Linked DNA regions of Gasterosteus aculeatus: region 2 is linked to region 1. The links are chromatin contacts, called in public Hi-C maps. All regions are on one chromosome and are shown on one strand. The core of a region is the stretch at or near the end of the contact, and the rest is flanking DNA. Distances in the headings are between cores, read along the strand shown. Region 1 holds the start of agrn (agrin). Region 2 overlaps agrn (agrin).

Region 1 (5,393 bases), core at 2,027-4,526:
TGGGGGGTGAATAAAAAGGTTAGCAGTGCAGTGTTTCGTGCCTGGACAGACAAACAGAAGAAGGTTTTATGTGTCTGCCAAATGCAACTTAACACTGCAAACAAGCTGCATCCATTGGAACATCCTGCCACCCAGAACTGTTCAGAGGAAAGTACCCAGAATATCGACCCTACAACTCTGAAACAGTGATCGCCCCAGAAAGCCTTGGACAAGGTGATTCCTGCTCCAGATCGTTTCCACCCTGCTGCTCCCGGGCCGGCCTACGTGTGGGATTCAAACTTCCAATGACTGCCAACGATGTCGAGCCCTAGCAAAAGTTAAACAGCAGTGAGCTCCCTGCTCGCTGGCAATGGGGGGGCAGAGGCTGCTACAGCCTTGCAGTCACAGCCGACGGCGGAGATTTATTAGTCATGGCTGTGCGATTCTTCTCGTAGAAGCCTAACAAATTGCTTCTCGGCCAAAAAAAAGGACTCAGGAGGAATAAGAATGTAAAGTAAACTCTTTTCATGCAAAACTTCTGGTAATAATTACAATCAAGTGAACAACAGCATTTTCAAAATGATTATTGAAATCTTATTAGATCTGTTGATTTATTACCTAGTCTTTGGGTAGTGAAACAGTCATTTACAGTGAAGTTGATTTGGTGGGTAAGTTGTTTAAATAAAAGATTTGTGTAAACCTGCTTTGCCACATACAGCTCCAACGTTTTGTGTTATGTGTATGCAAGTGTTTAACCTCATAAAACCACCACAGCCAGCTACGGGTTGCAAAGGTCGAGAATCATCCCCGAACCACTCAATCGGGGTCCTCAAGGTGTTAATCACACACATCCGCCTCAAGGCTCCACTGGAAAAAGGTTGAAGCTTCACCATGGCAACAAAGCTCCTAAAATGACTCAGTTGGCCTCGTTCCAGTGACTTCAGGGAAACGTTGACGCCATGAGCCCGAGGCTGCGTCATTTCAGCAGCCAGCGGGAATGCTCGCTGCTGCCTCTCATTCTTATCATCCCTCCCGGCAACGTAAAAGACGCAGGCGCTGTTCCATTGCTTACCTTCCACGCAGTGCTCTACGTCCTCCAGGTTGCGCAGGGTAATCCTCATCAGACTCGAGTTGAGCATGAGTTCGTTCTTGTGTTCCGGCCCCATGGCCTCCAGAGCAGGGTTGAGGAAGAATATGCGCGTGTCGCCCGTGGCCACCTGGTTGTCGCAGATCCCGGGGTTGCCGAACCCGCCGATCATCAGCTTGTTGCCGCCGTCCAGGAGAATTTCCTGGTTGACGTTGGACTTCCCTTTCAAGTAGCGCCACACCCTGACCTATGGGCGAACGACAAAAGAAACACAACACAGCATCCTCTTTAGCCACGCGGTTTTATGCAGAGAGATGCTGTCTACCTGAATCAAGGTTGCTCTCCTCGGAATTTGTTAATTAACAGTTACTCCTGTTCATTTAATTGCTAAGAAATCAAGAATGTTAATTACACCTGTGCAACCCAAACATCCCATGACAGTTTATCGCACAACAATGGCCGCCGCTACCGAAGTAATCATCATGCAACTAAAACGCTGCACGCTTCCTGCGTCACAGGAAGTGCAGCAAATCTGCCCGGTGCGCAGTCACCCCCCCCCCCCCCCCCCCTCTTTGCGCCGCAGGTCAGCCGCTTCGTCCCGTTTCGCCGCTCAGCCGCGGTTTGTGTGTACACACGGGAGCGCGACGGGGCCTCTAATCTACTCCGCCGACTCATCGGGAGACGGGAAGCATGTGGGTGCTGAGGGGCAGAGCGGCCCTGCACCACTTGTTTATTTTGACAGATTATAGAGCAGGGTACCACGAGTCCATGGTGATGCAGATGTTAGTTTCCAAGCGGCATGGATACGTGCGTCTTGTTTGGAGGAGGGGGGGTTTAACCCTGCGCCTTTACGTGGTCCACTGGTGATAATGTTCTTGTGACACCAAAGAGAGAGTGGAAATGTTACAGTAGCAGGTCCATCACACACTGGTTTCACACTGGAGTGACTAATGACAGTATAATAACTGCACCCTGCTGTGACAAGTGCCAGAAGAAGTCCAGGTTCTCGTCTCTTACAGTATCTCTGTGGTACTTCAGTTATCTCATTATTATGTTTTTTTTAAATGATATTTCTCAATGAAAACCACTGTTACGGCCAGTCGGCTGTGCCACATGTCAGCAGCACCCCAACCTGAATGATTCAGATCACATCACGTATGTGTCCAGGGGGAACAGGAGTTGAGGGGCCAGTCTAACCTCAGTAGGGCGGCAGGCTCGGGCTGATTACAAGGTCGCTTGGGCCTCCCTTGCTGTGTAATTGGTAAGGGCGAATTAAACACATTTATATGTTTCCGAAGCAAATTCGCTGTCAGTGTTAATGCCAAAGGCTTCTCGATGAATGAGTTTGTAAACTGTTTTTTTTTTACCTGTTAGAATTGTACTAGAATCAGCTAACACCAGCGTGGAGTCCATTGCGATCCAATACGTGACTTCTAATAGCCCGCTTCCATCACGAGGCAGGTGCATTTCCCCCTGAAGGAAGCACGCGGCGGCTTCCACACAAACCACACGAAATTCACGTACCTTGCAAGAGTACGTATTGTGCACCGGGTCCAGGTTGATTATTTCGTCCACGGTGCCGGTCAAAACTATGTTGGCCTCCTCTTCCCTGTTCTCCAGGTCTCTCTCCGGGCAACCCGCGGAGCAGCGGTGCCACAGAGCCACGAGCAGCCCCGCCAGGAGCAGCGCCGTCCGGCCGGCCCCGAGTGTCCGCCGGGAGCCCATGTCCACCGCGGGCGACACGACACAAAGTTAACTTTATTCAAATCTAGATTTCACCGCTCGACAACAAACCCACAACTCTTTTTGCCAATTGCGTTTGGTTCTTCTTTAATTTAGCTCCTTTCCCGCAACTTCCCGCGAGGACTACCGGTGTGTCTTTGCACTCTGCAGCCCAGCTCCCCGCATCTGCAACCCGGGTCGAAAAATCCCTCTCTGCCGCCGCCGGCTGGGAGACCTGGAGGCAAGAGAGGGAGAAGGAGGAAGGAGGAGGAAGGAGGAGGAAGGGGGAGGAAGGGGCAGGGATCTGTCTCTCCAGGAATGTAACCGCGCTTCTGCCCCCTGTCTTTTCCCCTCTCTCTCTCTCTCTCTCTCTCTCTCTCTCTCTCTCTCTCTCTCTCTCTCTCTCTCTCTCTCTCTCTCACACACACACACATTCACAGTGACGCTCCCCGACTTTGCATGCGATACGAATTGCTGATCCCACAAGTGAGGGTGGGTGATGGGGGAGGAGAGAGAGGGGGGTGCGCAGGGCCACGCTTCGATGCCTGCAGAAAAGTGGCTGTCCAAGGCCGCCCCCGGTCGGACAGACGGTGTCTTTACCTCCGGACCTCATCAGCCCCCAAGAAAGATCTAGAATAGAATAGAGTCTTATAATTGCCTGAGCCGATGTAATACATGTTTATTAAATGCAGTTCACCAGACAGTCCGCTTTAAACTCTCAAAATGTCGTTGGCTTTTAAGTTGTTGTTTTTTTTATTCAAGACATGTCTCTAAGTTAAGATTTTACTTCCATGGTTGTTTAAAAAAAAAAGAAGTGAATTAAGACCCATCTGTGCAGTGTCCCTCCATCCATCTTCCAAGCCGCTCACCCTGCCAACGGGGTCGCGAGGGGGCTGGAGTCGATCCCAGCCAACATCGGGAGAGAGACCGGGTTCACCCTGGATTGGTCGCCAGTCAATGATTCAGCTTTTTTTACTCTTTCGGCTGACTCACTAAAACCTCCAGCAGAAAGTAGGCTACAGCTTTCTGCTATAACAACCTTTAAAGGTAACATATATGGCAATGATATGTTAATGTTGCTGACTCCCAGACTCCATGTTATGAAAAATTTAACTTGGTCCATTTAAGTTCTTTGAACAGCATTATTTTGACCTTTTTTGATCTTTAATATCACTATTGTTTGAGTTATAGCACTAGTGAAGATAAACTAGATATACACTCTATGTAACGCTTCAAAAATTTATCTAATCTGGATTTCTGACTTTAGGTATTAACTTTGGGGTTTTGGACAGTAACTACAAATCCATGTGAAACTGAAACCTACAGCTGTACTCACTCTATGTTGTATGTCATTAAAGATTCCCTGTGTATCTTAAACCTCTGCTGTTCTGCTGTAAATGTTACCATGTGGCTATTTTGTTCGAGCTCTTATTTAAAAACGGACAGTGCGTAAATTTCCACTCCTCAAAAGCTGTAATTTTAACTACCCTTCTATTTCTGGGAAAATGACAGGCTTGGTTATGCACAGAGGCTAGAGACTATTTGGACGCAAATTTGTTCAAGTGGGCCTGAGCTCTGACAGCTACCCAAATAGACAATGACAAATCATGTCTGTCACTGCTTTTATTTGAATGTATCAGTGAATAACATGTGTTGCTTCTATCACAGGAGAACACACACGTCACGCACCGTTCCTCAAGGCAGATACCTTCCAATTAAGTCTCGAGAAATATTCTCACAAATCCCAAAATGACATCGTCTTAATACTGTCTAGTTGTACGAGCTGCTCTGCTGAACGGGAACTGACTGGCTGACTTTGTGGGTTTAAAAAATATTTTAATTGGCTTTTACATATAAATGAGCTTTACATTATAGCACTAACGACTGGTTGGAACAAGAGTGGCTACAGCCAAACATTTCCACTGCGTGTTGTTATGCACATTTTCTCAATCTAGCTGAATGTTGGTGTCAAACAGGAATCGCTAATGTCATTGATGGACCATACCAGCTTTGTTTGTGTTTTAGATCTGTTAAACCATAACTGTTACTTCAGTGGTATTGGAATTAAAGTTAAAGTGCATTAATTTGACTAAGTTCCTAAAGCTTTTAAGCTAGCAATACAAGTTAGTATTTTAGCAACTTTTAGCTCATCTTGAATTGATAAGAATAAGTCTCTTTTATTTGGCCTTTTCCCAGCAGCTGCACTCCTTTGGCCCAAAAAAAGTTTGTTTAAACGTACACTGCGTGGTAAAAACCAAAAAGCAGACAGATAGCGCTAGCTAGCAGGTAGCTGGTGAATAGCGGCATTCATTAGCATGCTCCTATCAGGTGGCCGTTAGCAGTTAAAGAAGCTAACGTTTCCTTCTGGAGATGTTGGAAACCAAAAAACTGAATAAGGAGAAATTGTGTTGACCGTATATCTATCAAGGGATCAGAAACAATACTCAAAATGATCATGTATTCCTTCACATGTCCGCTCCACAGTAGGCACATATGGCAGTTGTTTGCAAAACCCAGAACATCAACTTGCATTATGTGGTGCACCCAATCCCAGTGTGCAAAAAAATAGCCCAAAAAGGATGGTTTATTGCAGCTGTAAAACGAT
Region 2 (5,267 bases), core at 113-2,612, 52 kb before region 1:
GTGTGCCTGCAAATCCTCCAGGTTAGACGCCTGAACCACCTCTGAGCTGACTCCTTTCCACACGCTTCATTCGGTAACCCCAAATTTGTAACGCTTCTTTGTTGAAAGAAATGAACACATGGAAAGACAGAGGTGCTCCCTCGCAACGATGAAAGGGAAACAAAGTGTCCCTGACCGAGAGCAAAGTCACCCCACTTATCTAATTGTTATTATTCTCTTCTTCTCTTTTTCTGACAAAAAGCAACTTTAGGTCAACCAGGAAACAAGTAAGTGGACGACTTACATGGAGAAGATTGAAAATAGAAATTTCCGGGAAAATGGAACAATAAAGCTGGCGCCACCTGCTTTAATGACCCACAGCAACAAAAAGTAAATAAATTGAGAAACACTGTGAATTACGTTTGGAATATCCAAAGTAAACAACGTGCATGCTGGAGATAACCAGGCGAATAAATCCTAAATGTGTTTAGTTTAGTTTACTACAGCCCTGCGGATGCATGGTTGGTAATATGCAGCAGGCCGCCATGAGATGGCAGCAGATGCAAAGAGCTGGTCCATTCTGTCCTCCTCCACAGGTGGTGCAAGAGACTCTCCATCCCTGCACAGACCTCCATCTCATTCCTGACATCAACTAGACTCATGAAGTCATTCTTACACATAGTGGGAAACCCATGAAGTTCATTACCTGAGTGCAGCTTTCATTATAAATACATGTGCTCCATCCATGACATTTGGATGCACAAGCAGGAAATTGTCAATATTACATCTAATATAGATTTACACCATCAATCAAGACACATTCAGTCAGGCTAATTTTATGTCCAAATGAAACATGCAGGACTTATACTAGTAGAATATATAGCAAGCTGTATTTATTTCTTGCAGACGAGAAAGTCAGTTAATTATCATATAAAGCGTGAAGGTAAAGCAGAGGCCGGCAGAGGGACCCGGCAGGTGTAGCACTTGGGAGCGGCTCACGTCGTGTAGATGTGGCCTCGGGCTGCACTTACAGCCAGACGCAGGCGGTGACACAGCAGGCCGGAATATCCCACACTAATGAACCGGGACACAAAGTTCGACGTAGCCTTGGAGATAAGAGTGTACATGTGGGTCAGAAACCAGTGTGAGGGGAGTAAACGCAGCTGAGGTGCTTCAGCAGGGGGGGGGGGGGGGGGGAGTGGCCTGGATCGCGCCGAGGACTCTTGGTCGTGTTCCAACCCAGTCAATTAAGTTACAGCCCTCTGTGTGTGTGTGTGTGTGTGTGTGTGTGTGTGTGTGTGTGAGAGAGAGATATTCCTTCCCAATAAGGAAGAGAGGAGCATAACCCTGACAAAGCAGCCAAGCAGACAGACACTTAGCAGCAGTCTTCATAGCTGCCAAAAATTCTTTGCAGCCCAACAAACTTGCCCCATGGCAACAATAATCCTCGAGTCGTAGCGGAGCGCGGCTGCTAGGCAGCAGGCGCGCGCTTGCAGTACTTTATATTGACAAAGGCCCTTGAAGTTCCACTAAGGTAAACGGTCGTTTTGACATAGAGACTTGGTGCTTGGTGCTACAATGCTTAGTCTCGCATAAAGTGGTACCAGCCCACAGCGGCGGCTGCCAGAGGAACGCCCAAACGATGCACATCTTCGCACAATGCTGATGAGTGTTGTTTAAAAAACATGAAGGATGCTGACATTTTATTTCCTTTGTAAGTATTTTTTTAGTTAAACATCTGCTTAGCGGGAAGTTGCGGTCGTGGGGATGAAGAGCCACTCAGCTCTCCTCCCACTTGGTTTTGATGTCACAGCTGACAGCAACATAATTCCGGCCTGTTGAGATCTCGTCCTTCATGGCTCTGCCAGTGTGTTAACTTCCGCTGTCTGTTAGAGTGACATCAGCCGTGTTATGTCGAAAAACACATTGGCTGGGGGAATATGACATTATTGGCAACATGTGAGAGAATCCCTCGCCGATTTTGACAGGACTTTCTGGTCGTTAGAGTGCTGACAGACCCGCCTTTTCTTCACGGCACTGAACATATGCTGCTGAGAACATACACTCACTGTACACGCCTCGCTTTGTCACACACACACGCGTGTGTGGGACGATGATCCTCACATTTACTGACGGATTTGAAGGACGCGCGCCGAAGGGAAGGCGCAGGAGAGTTAACCTCATTACGACGCAAACTTTTGAGACATGCTTTCAATTTGGAGTCTTGATTTATTCCAGTACAAAAATATATACTTTTGCTATACACACGATAATGTTGACAACATCCTGATCTGTGGTTCGGCGGGCAAATTACAATTCTTGCATCTCCCGGATGAAATACACGACCAAAGAGGAGCTCTCAGAGGAAATATCTGTGTTTCCAAAGGTTAAATAACTCGGACAACACGGACTGAAGGTTTCCTGATAAACGAGGATGTCACCGAACCAAGGCTGGGAGCGGGGGGGGGGACGGGGGGCTCGCTCTGAGCTCAGGGAAAGCGGCAGAGAGGAAGCTAAGCGGGAGAATGAGTGAAAGGGAAAAGACGAGGAGGGGGGCGGGGGGGGGCGCGTTGGCAACACGTTGGCTGCTGCTTGCATGGCACCAACCACGAAATGGAGAATCTCCACTTGGCTCAGAGGACGATTTAAAAGGCTTCGACCAACGGGAACGATTTGGCGAGTGTCTTTTTAAACTTCCAGAAGAAGAAACAAGTGTGATGAAATGAGCGGCCTGGCTTCTCAGATGGACACATATCAGGAGCTGTCCCTGCATCAAGGTCACGGCCGAGCCTGTTCACACTATTCAGAGATTCTCTCTATTCCCAGAGCGAGCCTCCGACTCCTTCCGTCATTTACCTTCAACCCCTGGAAGTTGAGCTCCTCTGAATTAAACAACAGCCTTTTAAGGCGGCGAAGAGACATAAGAAAAGAGCCTCAGATAAAAGAGTCTCGCTTCACCTCTGTTCCTCAGACTGGCGGCTGTCAGCCGTCCCGTCCTCGGAGAAGACGAGGGGACGTGAAGGATTCGTGTGTCGGGGCCACTACTACCCGGCTGGTACACACGGCTTATCAGTTAATGTGGATGACACCTGCCCTCCCCGGAACAGACGGCTGAAGAGGGGCCGTAAGACCCCCACCCCGAGGGCTGCACACGCTGACCTCCCTAACCACACAGCAGATAATTGCAACCCCCCCGTCCCCCCCCCTCGCCTTTATTAAAAAGGCTCATAATAGGGTTCAGGCCCCGGGAAAAAAAGGAGAGGGGAGCGCTGGAGCAGACAAGTGGAACCATCGGCCTTTGATGGGAGGGGGGGGGGGGACGTTTGTATAAGTCGGATTCACAGCGGCGCACACAAAAGACGTCCTCTCCACTGGCGGCGTTGTTAATGGTGCGTTGCTTTTGAAAAGGGGGCCAAAACTACCTGAGCCTTTGTCTCGCTCAACGGAAACGGTGTGTGGATGTGTGGGGGACGGGGGGGACGGGGGGGGGCGTTGTCACGCAATGAGACGGAGCACAGAGGGACTGACAATGCAGATGTAAAAAAGTTCTAAGTACACAACATAAACGAATGGAGGGGTGAAGGAACGAGTGAGAGGAGACGTTGGATGCGCGCTGCGCCCGACATGAGGGGGGGGGGGCGCGGCCGTGTGATACTCAGCGAGGGATCTTCTGTGTCCCCTCAACCCCACCTGGGCAAAGCGGCTTCAGCAGCAACACCGCCGCAGCTTTTCAGCGCTCTGCTGATCCCCTCCCCCCCATGCAGGTGCTTGTTTTCGCCTTAATGAGATCCCCGAGGAAGACGGGGGGGGGGGGGGCGAGCGGGTCGCGGGCTGCTGCGAGCGCCAGAGCCCTCGTAACCCCGCCATTGCGCGACCTTCGACCTCACCCCTGGCCCTGTCCCCGTCGCGTACTCCTTGGCGCCTCGCTTGCCGGTTGAGACCACACGCGCTCACGCACATGTGTGTGTGTGTGTGTGTGTGCGCTTTTTCAACAGGCAACCCGGCGCCGTGCAGCATTTGCCCGCGCTGCCGCTGTAGTAATTGGTACTATTAAACAAACCGAAGGCACAAGAGAACGTTTACGTGCACAGAGAAAAGGGTCGTCTATGAGCCTCTTTTGCATTTGAACTCTTCTGTGTTTAGAAATGAAATCGTGCAAAAACAAATCCCTCATTGTTCAAAACACCATGAAAGGGAATCCAGCCATCAGAAAAAGACAAGTATCATAGTTTTACATTCAAATTTTACTCTCAATAAGTGGCTGATCCAGCTATCTCCAAAACTATAATATTAATAATAAAGATGATGAACACTACAAAGTTAAAAACTAGAAAAAAGCATTGCTCCATAGCTCGTCCCTGCTCTGCAGGCAGCTTGATGCACATGAACCATTGCGGTGAGACGTTTACTGTGGCAGCCATAATTATACCACAGCAAAGGACATGCATAGAGAATGTATGACATGAGTCTACAACCCTTAATCATGTCAGCAAGTGCATGAAGTATATGAAAGGAAAGGAAGCAATTACAAAGATATGCTTCACGCATGCAACACGGGGACAGTGTATCCGGAAAGGAGCAATCTTCATAAGACTCACACCTCATAAATCATTCCCATACCTTATTAAATCAACCACCTGTGCACACTGTAAGAGCTCGGTATTAATCTTCACGTTCCTCGACTTATTGGATTATTATATATACATATTAACTGTACATATTACATATCATATCATTATATATCATATTATGTATGTATGCATAAAGGAAGAGCTTTAGATATTATCTGTTTGTTTTTTTTAATTTAATTTAAAAAAAGATTAAACCGGAAATCCCCATCACAGTTTACTCCTTTTTGTTCACAAAGTTGATTCAAACGCACCTGTTAGCAAACAGAAAAGGCATTAGTTTAAAAGATAGTTTGATGTGCTTACCTGCATTTATATATTTGTGTCCTTCAGTAGGCAGAGAAAGAGAGAAGAAAGGGAAGTGAGCGACACAAAAGCACACAAGACTCACAGAACCAGAAAATGTTTACAACTTAGGATTGCTTGGACGGAGAAACCAGGAATGGATGAGTGACAGGATGCGGATGAAGGGGGAGGAGTCTTTCACTTTAAAAAATATGCATGTCAAACTTTGAAAGGTGAAAACACCCCCCTGACAAAAAGTGTCTAGATATATATACATATATCGATATAGATCTGCAGCGTAGGGTAAATAGAAAGTGCCCGGATGAGCAAATGATGCGAGCTGCCCCCCCCCCACACACACACACACAACAAAGT

What was found. A called contact is a pair of places that touch in the nucleus more often than the background predicts.
Region 2: a Hi-C map of whole body shows a contact between it and region 1, with 7 times the contacts expected there. The contact joins the enhancer-like site here to the promoter of agrn in region 1. A contact is called at or near these places in 6 of 6 Hi-C or Micro-C datasets (blood and trunk muscle, liver, skeletal muscle and 2 more).

Annotation. Positions count from the first base shown.
Region 1 is chr2:16,764,950-16,770,342 of fGasAcu3.hap1.1, reverse strand. agrn (agrin) reads right to left here and starts at 3,276. Exons shown (of 36, transcript XM_078085420.1): 1 at 2,591-3,276; 2 at 1,052-1,313. The coding sequence starts at 2,791.
Region 2 is chr2:16,815,371-16,820,637 of fGasAcu3.hap1.1, reverse strand. All of the region lies in intron 2 of agrn (agrin), which reads right to left. Among protein-coding and RNA genes, the nearest start is that of LOC120828745, 19 kb to the left of the region's middle. Within about 2 kb of position 1,362, at least 3 of the 9 cell types and tissues checked have open chromatin away from gene starts, as enhancers often do.